2 separate regions of the Mus musculus genome follow, and region 2 is linked to region 1. A link is a contact called in public promoter capture Hi-C data. All regions are on one chromosome and are shown on one strand. Each heading gives the region's core, a stretch centred on a gene start, on an enhancer-like site or on the middle of the called end of the contact. The rest is flanking DNA. Distances are from core to core; before and after follow the strand shown.

Region 1 (5,453 bases), core at 1,185-3,684:
GGGCTGGTAGTCTTGGGTTCTATAAGAGAGCAGGCTGAGAAATCCAGGTGAGGTAAGCCAGTAAAGAACATCCCTCCATGACCTCTGCATCAGCTCCTGCTCCCTGACCTGCTTGAGTTCCAGTCCTGACTTCCTTTGGTGATGAACAGCAGCATGGAAGTGTAAGTCGAATAAACCCTTTCCTCCCTAACTTGCTTCTTGGTCATGATGTTTGTGCAGGAATAGAAACCCTGACTAAGACTGATGGATTGGTGGATGGGTAGACAGACAGACAGACAGACAGACAGACAGACAGACAGACAGATGAAAGTAAATAAGTAAATATGGGGCTTGAGAGGTGATGACTCAGTAGTACAGACAGACAGACGGACGGATGGACAGACGAACTGACAGCCGGATGGATGGATGATTGATGGATGGGTAGATAGATAGATAGATAGATGGATAGATAGATAGATAGATAGATAGATAGATAGATAGATAGATAGATGAACGTAAATAAATAAATATGGGGCTTGAGAGGTGATGACTCAGTAGTACAGAGTTCTTATTGTTCTTTCAGAGGATCAGAGTTCAGTTCCCAGCTTAAGGAAACTCACATTGCTTGTGACTCTAACTCCATGGAGCCTTCTTCTGTCCTCTGTGGGAACCAGCACACACATACATGACTCACACACACATAAATATAATACAATTTTTAAAAATTAAGTTTAATAAAGGTAAATAAATTAAAAAATACTCACTTGAGCTGCCCTTTTCCTTTAAAGAGCTTAGTTAGGAGCCAACTTATAGCAGAGGCTGGCTATGATGACTCTCCCTGCCTATTTTTTGTCAGTTCTGAACTCTATGAAAACCTCATCCCATCCAACAGGCATGAGTCAGAAGAGCACTTCTTGGTATTCATGAGTATCTGGACCTTCCTGCTTTTCACTTGATACTGAATTAATTACCTTATTTATTATGGGAAAACCTGGCACATAGGCATATGGAAAAAGAACCGCTAAGACACAACCGAAAGACCTAAAGGCCCTGCAGTGGCAGGCTCCTGGGCACTCCTATGGAATAAGAAGAAGCTCTCTGTTGTAGAGGGAAAGTAATAGAGGAAGTGCCCAGAGGCCAATGTAGAGGTTCTTCTTGGCTGTAAGGTCTTTGGATTTTAAGGAACCTTTATTAGGAAGCCTTTGGTGAGCTGAATGTTCTCAACAAGATGATATGACATACTTAATCTCATCCCAGCTGCTGTGCAGGAAAGATACTGAGAACAAAAAGGCACATTAGGACCAGCATGTACCTGTCTGTGTCTCAAGCAGACAAATCCACCTGCTGGCTCACCTCAGTTGTCTGTGCCGGTACCTTCCAAGCAACCTAAGCATTATATCTTCACAAAGGCAAACCAGACAACTTTACTCCAGGTCCTTTGACAATCTCTCCATTCTCTGCTCTATTCCATATGTCAAATGTAGAGATCATTCCAGAATGTAAGAAATCATGCTTGTAATTTTTTAAGATCCTCACACTTGACTTACCAAAACAGACATTTTCTGCATTTATGTGGTGCTCAATAACTTATCTGAATGAGATGGATATCATGGGAAGATATGTGTATAGGGATCATCTTCCAAATATCCGAGGCCACAGACACCTGAAAAGGACATGGGGAAATAGAAGGAGATATTCTGCAGTGAGACAAAGTAAGTTTGACAGTGGAGGATGACAAGAAAATGAGCAAGGGATGATGAAATAGATAACTGAAGAGAAACAGTTTTAGATCACACCGAGGAAGTTTCAGACCACAAGCTTTCTGTTTCCTGCACTAAAGCAACTCCTGACACTTGAAAGAACTAGTCTCTGGGGAAAAAAGAAGTGAATGCCACACGTTTTAAATCCATAATTAACTAAATAAAACTTGTCCAATTGAGAGAGAGGGAGAGAGAGAGCCACAAAGATAGAGATTTTAAAATCCCTACTCAACAGTACATCTTCTGGCCACCAACAGCACCTGGTACATAATGGGTATTCAATAAATGCCTGTACCTGCCTACATATACAAAGAAACCAATGCAAAGGATTGCATGAAAAAGTTTTACTCTCTCTTCCAGTGCTTTTCCATGTCAAATACAGCAATCTCAAACTTTTAGCTCCTTGTTTAGATTATACCATTTCCTAAGTTATTTGTGTTTTTAAAAGTTTGTGGAAGGATGTCTTCGATTCTGGGAAAATCCCATTTATCTCTTCCTCTTGAAGCTACAGTTGTGAGAAAGCACATTTCAGACAGCAGGGAAAACCCGCAGCTCACCACAACAACACACGGTGAAGTGTCTAGGCCGCTGGAGCATAAATTAAAGAGAACTGGCTGAGTTGAGTGAGTACAGGGTAGGAGGAAGGGGTGGAGCCTAATCGAGTATAAAGGCTGAAATCCTCCGAGATCAAGACACTGAACAAGACAGCTCCAGCTACATCTCTCCGTGGACCACTTGAGAGTCGCCAGGGACCTTGAGGGGAAAAAAATTAAAAAGGATGGATTCTGAAAACTGTTCTATAACGGAAAATAGCTCTTCACATCTGGAGAGAGGGCAGAAGGGTAAGTCATGTGATTTCTTACATTCTGGAATGATCTCTACATTTGATGTGTGGAATAGAGCGGAGAATGGAGAGATTATCAGAGGACTTGGTTATGTTCTGTTTCAATCAGTAAAAGAGAAACTGGGCATAGGTAAATACCTCTCTAGCTATGAGAAGACAAGATACTTGTATGAGAGAGAGCTATATGACTTTCAGATGATCTTGAAAGGACTTTTCCTTTGAATAGATTTGTAACATCTCAACTCGTGGATTTAAATGATAAATGATAAATTGCCTGGCTTGACCTAGTTATTCTCTATAGTTTTCCCATAACCACCATCATCAGTAAGTTTTATCCTTTTCTTTATGAAGAACTCTGTTTTTCACACAAAGAGTTACGTTCTTGCTCTTTCCTTATCCATTTGCCTGCTTTCTGTGTGTATTCCCTCATTAGTGTTCTCCTCATGAATCCTCCAGTGGTTAGCAGCATTCGGGTCTCCAGGCTCAGAGAAAACAGCATTACACACACCTGAACATGTGCAGTGTCATATGGTGATGCATTAGAATGTAACCCTGTCATTAAAATGTCATCTTCTGCAGAGACCTATGGAATCTCCTCCTTACATTTTGTTCTGTCTCTCTCCTCCAATGAATCACTTCAAATTCTATGACTATATATTTTTCTTCCTTTTTACAAAAGCATGATCACCCTTCACATTTCTGTCTCTTCTGTCTGTTTCTATCTGAGTTGTAAGGAGCCCTCCAGCACTTAGCACTTGGGAATGAGAGTTATTTGAAAGCACGAGCGATCCAGTTAATAAAGGGATTTGCTATGACCAACACCGCCAAGATAGTTGGTGAGGAACGAATTATTTTCTGAGTTTCTCTGTCAAGTTGTCTTGTTGTGTAAAAAAATTAAAAATAAAAAATTTTTTAAAAGTCTCAGTTACCTTTAAAATCTCATCCCTTCTTTGAGAGCATGAAGTCAAAAACATAGATATAAAGTCTACAATATTCATTTTTAGATACCTAAGCAACCCATACCTATATGTCTCACTTAAATTTTTTTTAAAAAGCAGATAATAATGAAACTATAATAAATAGTGGAATGAAGGAAAGACCAAATGCAGAAATTCCTGACCTGGCCTGGGGTCAGCTCCATCTACCTTTGTATATTTAACTTATGTTCTCACGGCCATGACCTTAGCAACACAGCAGCAGTGGAATCAACAGGCTCCTCCTTGGGTGACTGAAAGTTGGTAAATAGGTGGATCTGTTTTCATGCTCTCCATTAATGCACAGGCCTCAGGAGTGTGCTGTTAGGGGGGGATGTTTTGTTGCCTAGGTGACAAGTTGAACTGTGGTTAGCCATGACCCTTGGAGATGGAAATAAACTGTCACGTGGGAGTTGGTCTACATAGTCTACCCACCAGGTGGGTCAATGGGCTGAATGAACTAGTTGAGGTCTAGGGTTGCTTTGGATGTGGGTATGTTTGCTGTGCAGTCAGAGATATTGATAAATTGAGTCCAAGCAATGTGACTATCATATGTTGAGAAACGAAACTAGACCAGTCTCTGAACCTATTACTCAAGCTACAAAGACTGCCTCTGAAGATAATTGTGTATGTGTGTGAAAAGGAAGGCAGGGGAAAACAGACCTAGGCAGGATTGATAAAGGCTTCTCTTAGAAAACTTGAAATCAGATTTTCACCAAGAAAAAGAAAATCCTACAAAATGTACAAGTTGGTGATACTAGCCATGTGATGTCTCCTCACCAAGCTTATCTGGAACAAAATGTTTTAAGAAAAAAAAATCCACAAATTCCAAGATAAAATCTACAGAAATAATCTTGTAACTATAAAAAGTCATCTACAATGGAAAGTTAAGTGTTTTTATAATGAGAAAAGATTTGACATAACTTTTCACCTTGTAGCCATAGGCTTCAAGCTCACACTCCTTTGACACTAGACTCCTAAGTGTTGGGATTACAACTGTGGAGAGTGATTTTCACTGTTAATTATAATCTTATTCAAGGAGCCATTTTGTATTAAAGCTTCCATGAGCATTAAAAAATTCACACTGAAGAATTTGGGAACATACAAGGGCATTCTAGTGGGGGCATACTGTTTTGAATCATGAGGGTTCACCCTGTAAAAAACAAAATCCAAAATCTAAAGCCAAAAATTGACTTTCCCTCTGCAGTCACCTATTTACATGCTAGTACAGGCATATTTCTATCTATCCAAATCCTGATACAGAAACATTTATTAGTTAAAGGTAACTGTGACTTTGTTCAACCTTTATACAGTAAGTTAAATTGGGGGGGGGTCTGTTCAATATGTTTTATAGCATTGTTACTTTTCACTTATTATTTTAATCCATCTTAGAAAATGTAATGTTTCACTGTTCATTCTTACATTATCACTTTAACTGTGCTATAATTTATATGCAATTAATGAACACACCATAGGAGTGCGGTGTAAGGACTCAACAAATGTATAGCCACAATTCCCATCAATATTTGAATATTCCCGTGACTCTAGGGCACTCTGTAGGTGCCATTGTCACAAGCATAAATGCAAACACTTTTCTTACATTTGACACCACACCTTATTTTTGTCTAAAGTGCCAGTTACATAGAAATACATAATATGTAATCTTTAATGAATATACTGTTTTCATTTAACATTATTTTTTAAGATTTATCATATGGTATGCATCAGGGCTTTATTTTAATTGCTAGAATCATTTTTTTGTGTGGAAATACTAAAAAGTGTTTATTCATTCTCATGCTGACAGGTATTTGGATTATTTTCAGGACTTGGTCTTAGTGATGATAATTCTATGAATATTGTTGTGCAAGGCATTTTAAAAACATGGGGTTTTTTTAG
Region 2 (5,453 bases), core at 1,476-3,975, 2.0 Mb before region 1:
CAGCTTTCATTACACAATTTCCTCTTTTTGCTTTTGTCAAGAGGAGGGACAGAAAATCATGAGCTGGATTGTCACTCAGATGTGATTCAGTTTTGCCTTTCCTCTTAGAGCCTCCAAGGAAGGCCAACTTCTCCCCCAAATAGTGGGTCAAACCCCTCCACCAGAATAACTTTCTTATTGAGACATAGGTAACAGCTGCCGTTATTTTTTTTCTATCATATGACCATCATACTCTAGAGGATTTCTATAGTATGATATGCCTTGAGAGTTGAATACATGGGAAGCCATGTTGGTTGTGTTAGATTGAATTAACTCTGGCAGCATGAGTAAACAGAAGTTTGGCACTGGCTGTTTTCTTTGGGAGTATGCTGTGACTTGTGTTGTGTGCTAAGAAGTTAAGGTAAAGGGATCTCTGGAGTTGATTACTGTTTAACTGGGTCATATGTTTATATGGTATCCATATTGAAGAAGTCATAACAGGAGCTAGGTTAGATGGCTCAGTGTGAAACATACTGGCTATACAAGCCTGACTGACGACCTGAGTTTGATCCCTGGAACTCACACAAAGGTGAAATGAGAGGACTCAGTAGTTATAGTTGTCCTTTGAACTCATATGCACCCTTTCCACAATAACAATAACATACACCAGTTAAAAATAATTCTGTAATGGAAAGATTTCTCTTTCTCGACAAATAAGGGAAATTTTGAATAACTTCAAAAATCTTCATGAATTAAATAACTAGAAAAGAATAGTTTATTGTGCATTTTCTATATTATCTGTTGATTGTCATTTGACCTATTAATATAAGTGAGAAAGTCAGTTACAAATATTTAATGCTTTATAGTATATTGGTATCTATTATCAGATTATATCCCTTATGGGCATTAGGTAATGACTGCATAGTGACAAAATTTATCTTCATATAGGCAGCATCATATACCAGGATATTATTTGTAAAATGATCATGTGCATAGGATAATTTTGGGATTAGATTTCAGGTTGCAACTTGCAATGCCCCTGTGTATTGCTTCCACACCCCATTCTTGCAAAGCTCCCCTTCTGCTTTCCTGGTTGTTACAGTTACTCCATGTTAGGTAGAATGTCTCAATTCTTGGAGGCAGGAGCCTCAGATACAAAAGAATGAGTGGCCTTTGTCTTTCTGTGTCAGTGTTACCCTAGTCAGTAGAATCTCTCCTAGTTATATCTATTCATCAGTCCCAACCCTTGAGGAGAATGTAGAGAATGTTCACTGTCTCAGCTGTTTAGAGCTGTAACATACACAAAAGATACTTATTTATGTGACTTGGATCACCTGCAGTATTAACTTTCAAATATTCTTTTGAAGTTTTTCTTTTCTTTTTTTCTGGGAAACTGATAGTCATATATAACTGAAATGACTGCCAGAACATTTTTATATTTATATGTATCAAAATGACTAAGTAATTTTAAAGTAAAGATTCTTATTCATAAATCTTTGAATTTTTGTTATTTGAATTGATAGTTAAAAAGTTTTTAAATGATATGTGGTGGTACCAATTTTGCCTATCATTTTTATATATGTTGAATATTTTGAACAAAGAGGATTAATAGAACAATGATTTATTAGTAAGTGTTAATAGAACATTAATAGAACAATGATTTATTAGTAAGTTTTAAATTCTCTCTGTATTTCCTTATAATAAGTGCTGTGATCATTAGAAGTATAAATGAATTTAATGGAAATCTGCAAAGTGTTTTCTTCAGTTAAAATCAGGATCAGTCCATATTAGGGGGTTTGTATCAGTAGAGAAGTTAGCCAGACTCAACACCACCAACACTGTCTGAAACACTGGATCCAGGTACCTTTCTGAAGGAGACATTTTGACTTTGTCTTTAGAAATCAGTCAAGACCATGTTTTGTTTTTGTATTCCTTCTGACCTCCCAAGGCAAACCTTCCTTGTGGTATAGCCTTCCTTGGCTGTCCTTGAGCTCACTCTAAGGCTGGGTTTTAATCTTTAATAATCATACTCCACTTACTTCCAAGATGAGTGACCACAAGGTCACTTACTCGACTAGGAGATTTCATAAGTCTTCAGATTTGCAGAACCCAGTGAGGATTAATGAGACTCAAGGGCCCAGAAAAGCTGGCCACAGAAGTATGTGTTTTAAGTGTCCAATTTCACCCATTTTTGTGCATTTTAAACTTTGACTTTTTGAAAACAATATACTATTGGCTCCTAGTGAAAACAGAAATCCTATTTCTAGTTGGATTTCTAGGATACAGCTGTATACAAATCATATCCAGACCAGCCATGGTTCCCTACTAGTTCTTAACCATCCTTCTTTCCTTCCTCCCCATCCTCAATTATGCTCTCTTAGGGGACTGCATGCTCTGGTTAGCTGATAACAAAAGAAAGCCAGATGGGCAAAGTACAATAATGGGAGACTTCAAAGAAAAAAGTTTTTGAGAATGGAGAAGAGAAACATTCTGTCACATTTGAGAATCCAATAAGAGGGGTTTTGGTTTGTTTTTGCTTATGTTTTTTTAGTCAAGAAAAATTCTGAAACTTTAAAAAATAACAGAGAAGCTAGAGGCTGAAGAAACACCAAATGTTCTAGAAAATAAAATGAAAAGTGTGCACTAGGAACAGTACTCTCACTCTAGCAGAAGGTGTTGTAATTGTCTTAAATGTCCCCAACATCTAATGCAACAAGGCAATGACAGTCATTATTCAGAAGAGGAAGTCTCTTTCTGGGAAGGAAGTCACAGAGGAAGAGAGAGGGCATGAGAGAGGGTAGTGGGGACAGGAATGTGTAAACCCCACTGTGCATTTTCTAAAATGTAAATGAAGAATTATGTTTAATAGCGAAAACGAAAGAAATCTCACTTTCTCTTCTCCATTTGCTGCTCTTTCAACACACCCTGTCAGTGTTGAATTCTAAGCTGAGAAACTTAACTTATTTGATTTAGTGATAATAGATAGCTTGACTTTACCATTTGGAATACCTCAGACACACAAAGATGCTTCGTATTGTGTAGAGAAAAATAGAACTTATGGGAAAACTTATGGACTTCTAGGGCTCTTTAAGGATAGGGCTGTATACAAATCATATCCAGACCAGCAATTGTTCCCTACTAGTTCTTTTTTTTCTTTTTTTTTTCCCTAGAGAATGAGAGAAAATATTTATTTATTTATTTATTTATTTATTTATTTATTTTAGTACCATTCAAAAATATTTGTTTTTCTTTCTTTTTTAAATGTTCATTTTTTATTAGATAGTTTCTTCATTTACATTTCAAATGCTATCCCTTTTCCTAGTTTCCTCTTTGAAAGTCCCCTATACCCACCCCCGCCCTGCTCCCCAACCTACCTACTCCCACTTCCTGGCCCTGACATTCCCCTGTACTGGGGCATACAATCTTCATAAGACCAAGGGCCTCTCCTCCCATAGATGGCCGACTTGGCCATCCTCTGCTACATATGCATCTAGAGATACAAGCTTTGGGGGTACTGGTTAGTTCATATTGTTGTTCCTCCTATAGGGTTGCAGACCCCTTTAGCTCCTTGGGTGCTTTCTCTAGCTCCTTCGTTGGGGGCCCTGTGTTGCATCCAATAGCTGACTGTGAGCATCCACTTCTGTATTTGCCAGGCACTGGCATAGCTCACAAGAGACAGCTATATCAGGGTCATGTCAGCAAAATCTTGCTGGCATATGCAATAGTGTCTGGATTTGGTGGTTGTTTATGGGATTGATCCCTGGGTGGGGCAGTCTCTGGATGGTTCCTCAACAGAGGAATGGATACAGAAAATGTGGTACATTTACACAATGGAGTACTACTCACCTATTAAAAACAATGAATTTATGAAATTCATAGGCAAATGGATGGATCTGGAGGTTATCATCCCGAGTGAGGTAACACAATCACAAAAGAACACACATGATATGCACTCACTGATAAGTGGATATTAGCCCAGAAACTTAGAATACCCAAGATAAAATTTGCAAAACACCCGAAACTCAAGAAGAAGGAAGACCAAAGTATGGGTTACTTTTTTCCTTCTTTGAATGGGGAACAAAATACCCATGGAAGGAGTTACAGGGACAAAGTTCAGAGCTGAGATGGAAGGAAGTGCCATTCCTACCAGTTCTTAAGAACATCCATCCCTCTTTCCTTCCTTCCTATCCTCAGTTTTGCTCTCTTGGTGGACTGCATGCTCTAGTTTGGGGTCTTGTACTTGGATTGTGTCTGTGTCCCCAGTACTCTCTGGAGTATGGAGTATGCACTTTTGATCCGCAGAACTGATTAAGAGCACATGCCTGTCATCCAGCTCCTTCATGGCTGAGTTGGGAGGATACAAAACACAAGGCCAAAGCTGAAATAGTTCAAAATCTTGTGAAACTTCATACATGTAGGATTTCTACACAAGGTACATTTTACCCAGAAATCTACAATGTTGAAACCTCATTTTAAACCTCATTTTCCAACTTCTTGAGTTCTTTTTATATATTGGATATTATGACTGAATTTTTAACCGCAGGGCTCGTTTTATTGTGCAAAAAGTGTGAAGAGCTGGAAATGTTCTTCCGAAATTTGACTTAGCAGAGCAGAATCTATCTTCTGTCCTGGTAAACAGCAGCTTGTGTCTGGAGAATGGATGCCTTTGCTCCAAACCGATAGGAATCACTCTCTATGTTCAGAACCAAATACAGACTCCTGAAAAATAGTGCACATATCTCATCACTACTGCATACACTATTTCAGTATTCAATTGTTCTGACATAATGATTAAGAACTACTGTACAAAGCTGGGCAGTGGTGGATCATGCCTTTAATCCCAGCACTTGGGAGGCAGAGGCAGGCAGATTTCTGAGTTCGAGGCCAGCCTGATCTACAGAGTGAGTTTCAGGACAGCCAGGACTACACAGAGAAACCCTGTCTTGAAAAACCAACATTAAAAAAAAAAAAAAAACAAACCAAAAAACTACGGTACAGTTGTGGGTTTCTCTTGGTTAGCTAGTTGGTTACCATCTGTTATTTTTTGTGTATGTAAGAATTTTTCTTTCTTAAAAATTATCTAATTGCTTAAATATAATTTTAGGTTTGTTGAATAGTTGCCAGGTTAGTACAAGGAACTCATATAGCCACCTATAGTTCATATGTGTTCCCATTCACTTTTTCTTTCTGATCCATTTGTTTAAAAGTTGAAACCCTATAGCTATAGTAATATTTACAGAAGTAAGCTGGATGTGGTGGTCCACATATAATATTTTAATATTTAGGTACATGAGTTTGGGCTCAGGCTACATAACTGTTTGAAACCATCATGCCTACTGAGTGACACTTTGTTTTATGAAGCCTAGTAATAATAATAATAATAATAATAATAATAATAACAAATAGTAATAATAGCAATAATGATAGTTATAAGAATAAACTGAACTGTCCACAAATATTTTCTATGGACAAGC

The links. Promoter capture Hi-C pulls out the DNA fragments that hold promoters and counts their contacts.
Region 2: a contact with region 1 is called in a promoter capture Hi-C map of neutrophils, with 6 times the contacts expected there. The contact joins the enhancer-like site here to the promoter of Cd69 in region 1. A contact is called at or near these places in 7 of 39 promoter capture datasets (the 3T3-L1 cell line, cranial neural crest, liver and 2 more) and 2 of 9 other capture datasets (adipose tissue and macrophages).

What each region holds. Positions count from the first base shown.
Region 1 is chr6:129,272,350-129,277,802 of GRCm38.p6, reverse strand. It overlaps Cd69 (CD69 antigen), which reads left to right and starts at 2,434. Exons shown (of 5, transcript NM_001033122.4): 1 at 2,434-2,581. The coding sequence starts at 2,518.
Region 2 is chr6:131,267,118-131,272,570 of GRCm38.p6, reverse strand. No RefSeq gene overlaps it. Among named protein-coding and RNA genes, the nearest start is that of Klra2, 22 kb to the right of the region's middle. Within about 2 kb of position 2,725, at least 37 of the 459 cell types and tissues checked have an H3K27ac peak or open chromatin away from gene starts, as enhancers often do. A contact at or near this core is called in neutrophils, where this site is marked.